Linked DNA regions of Capsicum annuum: region 1 is linked to region 2. Evidence: chromatin contacts called from public Hi-C data. All regions are on one chromosome and are shown on one strand. The core of a region is the stretch at or near the end of the contact, and the rest is flanking DNA. Distances in the headings are between cores, read along the strand shown.

What was found. A called contact is a pair of places that touch in the nucleus more often than the background predicts.
Region 1: a contact with region 2 is called in a Hi-C map of leaf, with 2.3 times the contacts expected there. The contact joins the promoter of LOC107871114 here to the enhancer-like site in region 2. A contact is called at or near these places in 2 of 5 Hi-C or Micro-C datasets (leaf and placenta).

The regions. Positions count from the first base shown.
Region 1 is chr5:203,394,629-203,398,743 of UCD10Xv1.1, forward strand. It overlaps LOC107871114 (zinc finger CCCH domain-containing protein 29), which reads left to right and starts at 2,804. Exons shown (of 2, transcript XM_016717915.2): 1 at 2,804-3,067; 2 at 3,942-4,115. The coding sequence starts at 3,948.
Region 2 is chr5:203,346,038-203,350,353 of UCD10Xv1.1, forward strand. No RefSeq gene overlaps it. Among protein-coding and RNA genes, the nearest start is that of LOC107871113, 15 kb to the left of the region's middle. Within about 2 kb of position 2,309, at least 4 of the 5 cell types and tissues checked have an H3K27ac peak or open chromatin away from gene starts, as enhancers often do. A contact at or near this core is called in leaf, where this site is marked.

The sequences.
Region 1 (4,115 bases), core at 1,554-4,053, 49 kb after region 2:
TGTATTGTTATTTTATATGCATAGGGGAAGACTCACATATGTTACTTTTGCTAATTGCATATTTCATTTTGTCATCGATGTAACTTGTTTCACAGGGTTGAATAAGCTCGTCGTTCCGTTATATTTTTATTGATTGTTGTATCTTAAAATTGTCTTGACAAAATGTTAAAAAGTATCTTATATATTTGCTAATTAATAGTTGCTTAAATTTAGTAATTGTAATATTTTAGTAGTTGATATTGATATTGTTTGTTATACTTAAATTAGTTCTTATAAATTATGGAGTTACTAGAGGCACTGATAGTAGTTTACAGTTACTAATGTTTTTTAAAAAATATTTTTTTCACTCATCAATCAAACATTAGAAAACATTTTTCTAAAAAATATTTTCTACTCAATAGTTAAATATTATAAAATATTTTTTACTCACCAACTAAATATAAAAAAATAAATAAAAATTAATTTATTTTCCAGAAAAATATTTGATGAAAAATATTTTTCATCATACCAAACACACCCATGATATGTAAAAAAAAGTGTTGATAACCAGCTGGAGCAAGCCAGGGCGCGTCTGGCAGAAATTCAGATGCCCAACTGCAGACCCACACGTGACAAAGGACAAAGTAACTCAGTAACTCACCCGGTGATCCCGCTCAATGTTCTATAATGATGCTACTTCCCTCCGTGTCATCTTAAAAGTAAAGAAATTTTTAAAATTTATAATTTAAAACAATCCTATGATAATTGTGAGTTATTTCATTAAAAATAAAAATAGTTACTTCCTTCGTTTCACAATAAGTTAATTATTAAATTTTGATAAATATATTAAAAAAAAAAGTAAAAACATAAATTTATCATGTTTTATTATTTTTACTCTCTTCAAAAAGCAAAAACGCGTGGTATATCACTCCTAATATATATTTAATGAAGAGTAAATTTGGAAAAAATTTCCAACATTTATCTTGAATTTGTGAACTATTCACTTATTTTGAAATACAAAAAATATTTCAACAATTCATTTATTATGAAATAAAGGAAGTATTTTGTTAAGAATAAACATATTTTAAAATAAATTATATCTAAGTATAGTAAGATAATATTTTTAACAAAATAAAAATAACATTAATATAAAATAGAACGGAGGGGAGTACTTTCTCTGGTTAATAATACTTATTCCTTATATAAAATTAAATATCTAATAATAGTTATTCGGTTTAAATTATTCTACTCATTTTACTCTTGCTATTAAAAATAACTACCTTTATTTGTTAAGTATTGTTTTTTAATATATATATCAAGTTAACAATGAATAATTATTGTTGGAACGGAGGGCGTTGTATATTGGAGATTTGACGTGGCAGTGGGTCCCACAATTTAGACGCGCTCAAAATTCTTTTAATCATTTTTCATTTGCATCTGCATTTGAATTTTATTTAAGTTTCATTTGAGTTTGCATCTGAATTTTTCATCTGCATTTAGGTGGGAACCAGTAAGACACACAAGTGGTATGTAATGCTAGTGATATAATTACAAAAATCATCCCTTACTTTTTTGTAATAGTTTAAAGTAGTTCCTTAAGTATCATTTGAGTAATTTTGGTTCTTTAAATTTCATTAATAAAGTAATACTTTTAGCGTGCGTCCAATATTTATCCTTCCGACTCAATTTATATGATATGCTTTTGTTCAAGATGTATATAATTTTTTATAACCAGAAATAATTTAATTTTAAAATTCTCTTTTTACCATTAATAAAATGATTTGAATAATCACACAAATTTTTAAAATCTTATTTAGATCATAAATTTCAAAAGTCTTTCATATTTTTAATTTTTTTCTACATCAAGTCAAACATTACCACATAGATTAAGTAACCTTTTTATAACTAAAAATAATTTAATTTTAAAATTTTCTTTTCATCATTAATGAAATATTTTAATAAGCACACAAATTTTTAAGATCTGGTTTAGGTCACAAATTTCAAAATCCTTTCATATTTTCATATTTTTTCTGCATCAGGCCGAACATTGCCATGAAGGAGTAATAATCTATTGAATTTGACCAAAATGTGAAAGAAGGATTTAATCAAAATCACTGGGGGTGAAATTTGTTAAATATTTGATAGAAATCAAAAGTTTTTAGTTTTGACTAACTTAAGGCTCATTTAATTAGGGAATAAGTTATTTTAGGATTAATTATTTCAAAATTATTATTTCATCCTTAATGTGAGATAAAAACAACACTATCATATCAAAATAAGTCATCCCACAATTTTATCATAAACAAATATAAGATAAACTTGTCTTAAATTAAGTAAAAACAACATAAATCTCAATCATTAGCTAAGTTTACTTTCTATCTAAACTCTTTTTAATATTACTAAAAATCCCTTATTTAAATCCATACATACACATTACATTCTTTCGTATGTATTACTTAATTTTACACGAATATATTACATTTTTTGGATATATCACTTAAGTTTATACGAATATATTATATTTTTCTTAGACACATAATTTAATTTTACACGAATACATTATATTTTTCTGTGATCTATTTGAGCTTTTAAGTAAATTGAATATAATGTAATTAATTAAAAAAATTAAAAATTTAAGTAGTTAAAGAGTTTAAGCACTGATATGATGTAATTTTTTTAAAAATTAATTTCAATATTAGTTATCCTTTTATAGCTCATACCAAACGATCTCTTAAAGAATCAAAATACACTGGTTTAAACTTACTCCAAATATAAAGGACCATCTCTATAATTATCTCTAGTATAGTAGACCAAATTTTGAAGATTTGACTTTGACCATATACACAAGTAGAAGAAAAAAAAAAAGAACTAACCAAGAAGAAAAGTCTCAGTTTCCACCTTCCTTCCCTTGCTTCCTCTTGACTCATATCTCATATATACCTCTCAACCCCTCACTCATTTCTTCACAAACAAAGAAAAATATACTCAACAATAATAACAACTCACAATTCTACAAAACAACTAATTCAATATCCTTTCCTTTTTTTTCTCTTGGATTTTCAAGAAATAAATATTATCCATCTCTAAGGTACTACTGTTTGTTCTCAAAATTTATTTAGTCTTTTTTTTCTTTTCTAGTTTGTTTTTTTTTGTACTTTTTTGGTAAATAATGCTTATGGGTATCGAGTATTTCTTAACAAAAAAAATGATAATACTTAACAATAACAACTCAGAATTCTTACAACTAACTAATAATTCAATATCCTTTTTTTTTTTCTCTTTGATTTGGTTTCACAACTTTTCAGTGTTCTTTTCCTTCCTAGTATGGGTTCTTTCTTTTGTCATTTGGTAAATAATACTTATTGGTATGGAGTTTTTTGTGAAAAATAATGAAAGTTTGAAACTTTTTAGTGATGGGTTTCAAGATTTTTTTTAAAATTATTGTTAGTATATTACTTTTCTAGTATGGGGTTTTTGTCCCTTTATGGTAAATAATGCTTATGGGTATGGAGTTATTAGTGAAAATATTGGAAGTTTGAAACTTTTTAGTGATGGGGTTCAGTTCTTGTTGACTAGTTGTAGTTATGAGATGGGCTTCAAGTTTTATTGTGTTTTTTTTTTCCTTTAAAGTATGGGTTTTTGTTCCTTTATTTGGTAAATTATGCTTATGGGTATGGAATTATTTTGGGAAAATATTGTAAGGTTGAAACTTTCTAGTGATGGATTTAGTTTTTTGTTGATTAGTTGCATGTGTTTTCTTGATTTTGTTGAAACTTATGAGATCTAATGTTTTTTGCTTTCTTTTTCTATGATATGTTCATTAAATTAAGATAAAAAGTTACATTTTTTATTCAGTATTCGATTTGCTTGTGAAGTTAATAGTTCTGATTCAGGATTTATTTAGATTTTACACGTTTGTTACTTTTGGAAATCTAAATCTGAAGCTTCTTGATGACTTGCAGGAGTTGATGTGCACTGGGACAAGGAGTAAAGTTTGTCCTTCTGATCTAAACATGGATAAGAAAGATGGGGTTAGTAGAAATTGCTCAAAATTGCTTGAATTATCAGCTTCAGATGATCTTGCTGGCTTCATATGTGAAGTAGAGAAAGGTTGTGCTGTTGATGAGTTTAGCTTT
Region 2 (4,316 bases), core at 1,059-3,558:
GTATTTGGGTGTAGGTGTTTTCCTTACATCAAAGGAAGCAGCAAGTTCTCTCCAAAGACATATCCATGTGTTTTCATTGATTACTTAGAGATAAGCTCTAGTTGTTAGTGATAAGCTTCAGTAGTTAATATCATGTTACTAGTAGAGTTCATGTTACAACAAAACTCTAATCTAGTTTAAAACTTGTACTAAGACTCTAGTGTATGTATGACTCTAGTGTACTGTGTGTATATAAATACACTGCAGATATAGCGTCAGATTTTCACAATCACTTTACCTGTCGCTGGATCTTCTACTGTGCGTTACCAGATCTGCGCTCTGGTGGCCGTCGCCTGAGTCAATCCGGCGTAAACCCCCATCTCGCCGACGATTACAGTGGCTAGATGAAAAAGAAGGAGGGGGAAAGGGGAAGGAGAGAGAGAAGTAGCTTAGGAGAGCTAGGGAAAGAGAGAGGGCTCGATGGAGAGGCAAAAAAGGGTACTCTTACCTGTTGCCGGCGTCGGCGCCGGCCGACCAGTCGGAGAAGAGGAGCGTTACTGGAACGTTAGTGGAAAAGAGAGACGTTAGTGGATCTATTGAAGAGAACATGGGCAAAAGATTCTTTTGCTCTGAAAAATATGCATATCATGATTTGGAATCCACAGTAGGAAAATAGGTTCCTCCGAGTGAAAAAATGAACCGCAATCGAAAAAAAGGAGAAAGTTTTAATTATATATAAAAAAGTAAATTATTTTAAAAAAATAGTCAAGGTTTTGTTTATTACTTAAAATGACCATTAGACTATTTTCTTCATTTTTCTTTTCTTTTTCCAGCATTAATATTTTAAAAATAAAACTTTTTTTGTTGCGCTTTTCTTTATTAAAAGAAAAAAAATTATTTTAAATTTTTTTTTTTTTTATGTATCAATATTATATAAATGGTGTATAAACATGTATATGTGATATGCAAATGGATATGTAGTATATATGGAATGTATCAATATTGCATAAACAAATATGTAACATATATGGAATGTATCAGTTTTATAAATAATGTATAAATATATATCAATATTGTAGAAATATTGTATAAACACATATTGGTATTGTAGAAATATTGTATAAACACATATTTATATTGTATAAATATTATATAAACACATGTCGATATTTTATAAACAACATGTAGCCTTCTCCTTCTCATTTGCTTCTTCTTCTTCTTCCAATCCTTCACCTCCTCCTCCTTCTTCTTCTCCTTCTCCTTCCTCTTCTTCCTTCTCTTCCTCCTCTTCTTCGCCTTCTCCACCTCCTCCTCCTTCTTCTTCTCCTCCTCCTCCTCCTTCTTCTAATGACGCCAAAATTCATTTTCATTTACATAATTTTTTCTTTTCTTTTTTGATAATTAAGAGTTAAGCATCCAATATCCCTTCGGACTATAGTCAAAGTTGCTACGATACATTTCAACTTCACATGAATCCTATTACTTCCCTGGACTCAATTTTAGTTTATTTTTGACACTCTTTTGTGTCAGTTAAAAAGGATGACAAAAATACACTAAAACCGAGTTTAGGGGTAATAGGCGATCCTTGTAAAGTTGGAGTGTGTCGTAGCAAATTTGATCATAGTTCAAGGGGATACTGGATGCTTTACTCGGTAATTAACACACCCTTATTAATCACCGTAGGAAAATTATAAGGCATGAAACACTTTACTGATTGGCTCATTAGAAACTATAAGCCTCATAACTCTTTAACTCGCGGAGACAACAATACTAAAGAATACATCAATCAAAACATTTTTCAACTAAAAACAAAGTGAGTGCATCTTGCTCTCCAGTTTCATAACTGTTATTTTTCACAACACCTAAATTTAATTTCAAACAACAAAATCGACACATCAATCCATCCATTCTTCTTCATTTCAATCCTCTGTTAACGATTAAAAGATCAAATTTAGTTTCAATTTTTATTCAAAAAACAATAATTTCAACTATATGAACCAAAAATCTTTCATAAATCATCAAATTTCTGACATCCAAACTGAAAAACATACAAAATTTAGCAAATCTGATTAGCTCTTCACGTGACCAACTTGAATTTCACCGAAAAAATTCAACCAATCCGAAAAAAAGCTTTGGGTTTGTTTTCATTTTGCAATTAATTTTACTTTTTTTTATTTAATTTAACCAACATAAAATTTCCTCTAAATCACTTCAAATTTAAATATGAGTTTCTTTCGATGTTTCAAATCTTTTAATACATAACTCACTCGAAACAGTTCATGTTTACAGTAGATTGAATTTTAAAATCAAGCTTTTAAAGAAGCTTTAATGATTGAATATAGAAGGGGAAAACGAGGAGGATGGGGGAGGAAGAAAGGAGGAGGAAAATGAAGAAGATGAACGACCAACGAAGGAGCAGTAGAAGATCAAAATGGTTGAATGATCAAAAACTTTAGGTAATTAATTTAGCCGAACAACTATTTCAGAAAAAGGTATATGTAATTACTATATATACAAAATGAGTCATTTCCGATAATATTATAAATTCGGGACATTTTAGTTGTAAATAATTATAGTGGGTTGTCATTTTGCATGAATTTTTCAAAAAAAAATTAAAAAATCGACTAATGATTTGGTGTTGAAAAAAATCTGACTATAATAAGTTTCGTTTGATTTTAACTAAAAAAGGTCAAACCAATCAGATATTATATTTGTACAATTTTTTAAAATATTTACTATGATCTAATTTATAATATTTCTTAAACTATTCTCATTGTGCTTATCTTCCAACATATTATTTCAAACTTAATCTTAGAACTCTGAATGGTCCAATAAGTTTTATAACCCATATATATTAATAATTAATTCAAGTAAGACTTAAATCAATTTTAGTGCTAACAAAAATATTTAATTAAACACTAGAAGTGACAATAATGTTGGATATCCATTCTTTAGTTTGTTATAAATATATAACTTAAATTTATTTTCTTATTTAATATTTAATGTCATATTTTAAGGAATATCTAAGATAATTGTATCTTGCTATGAGCCTAGGACTAAGGAAATATTTGAAACACAAGTTAATTATATATTTGTATGAAGATTTTATCGAAAAAATTGAGAAAACACGAAAAACTCCAAAATTTTGAAAAATTTAAATTTTATTAATTTGATTTGATTTGATTTATAGATTAAAAAACCCAATGAAAATATTTTGATTTGATATTTAAGAAATTCGAGCCAACCAAATCATGTACACTCCTATTTTAAATATATCTATACCCCTCATTTTAACTGCATCATGATTTTCATTACTCCCTAGCCATTAATCTGATGCTCTATAACGTAAAGTTTTCAAACTCATTCGATACTTATTTTCTGACTCGGTGATGTTGCTAGACAACTATGTTGGAGATAGGAATGACAATAGAACGGTGTGGGTTTTAGGCTATGTGGGTGCAGGACGGATGCAGAACGGGTTGGAGTAGGTTTTTTTAAATAAAACGACGGGAGGCAAATTACGGGTATATGCGGATTTAAATTAAAAAAAGAAGAAGCTAAAATGTAGTATTATTATCGTGAATCTACCTAAAATTATATGTATCCTTCACTTAAAATTTTATCATACTTAAAACGACATATATAACACCACAAATAAATAATTTCATAACTTTTCTTTTCAAATCGGTAAAATAATTTTATAACTCAAAATATCAAATAAAAATTTAAAGGTTTTTCGTACTAAATCACTTTGTGGTACATAGCTTATTTAATTTATCTATAGCAAAGACTTAAATTATCAAATAAATTAAATGATCTCTAATTTTAATTTATTGATTCATCTTATTATACTCCTTTGACAATTTCTTAGTAAAAAGAGATATAATAGAAATTGGTTGTTACTACTTTCTAATTGCATATTTGAAAATATTGTGATTTTCAATGGAGTTACAAATTTTTTAAAAAAGAAAAAAAATAAAAACGTGAAGCAGTGCGGTGTGAGTATGCAAGGGTATGAGTATGTGACAGGTTTATGCGAATTTAAAAGTGATGTGAGACGGTGCGGAACAATTTTTAAATTCGCGAATTTAGAAAAAACCCACACCATACCCGCACTACATTGCACCGCCCCATTACCATCCCTAGACTCGGAAATGAAGCTAATTATATTCCCCCACTTTCAACGTGTTAATTGTTTATTCCTTTTTATCATCATCATCATTTGTTATTTCAATTATGCTTGACAAGATTGAGCATTAATAATCTTCTTATTTGATTATTTCGCAATTTGCGTGTCCTTGGGGCGCAATATTAAATTCAGTTATAACTCTAAAATC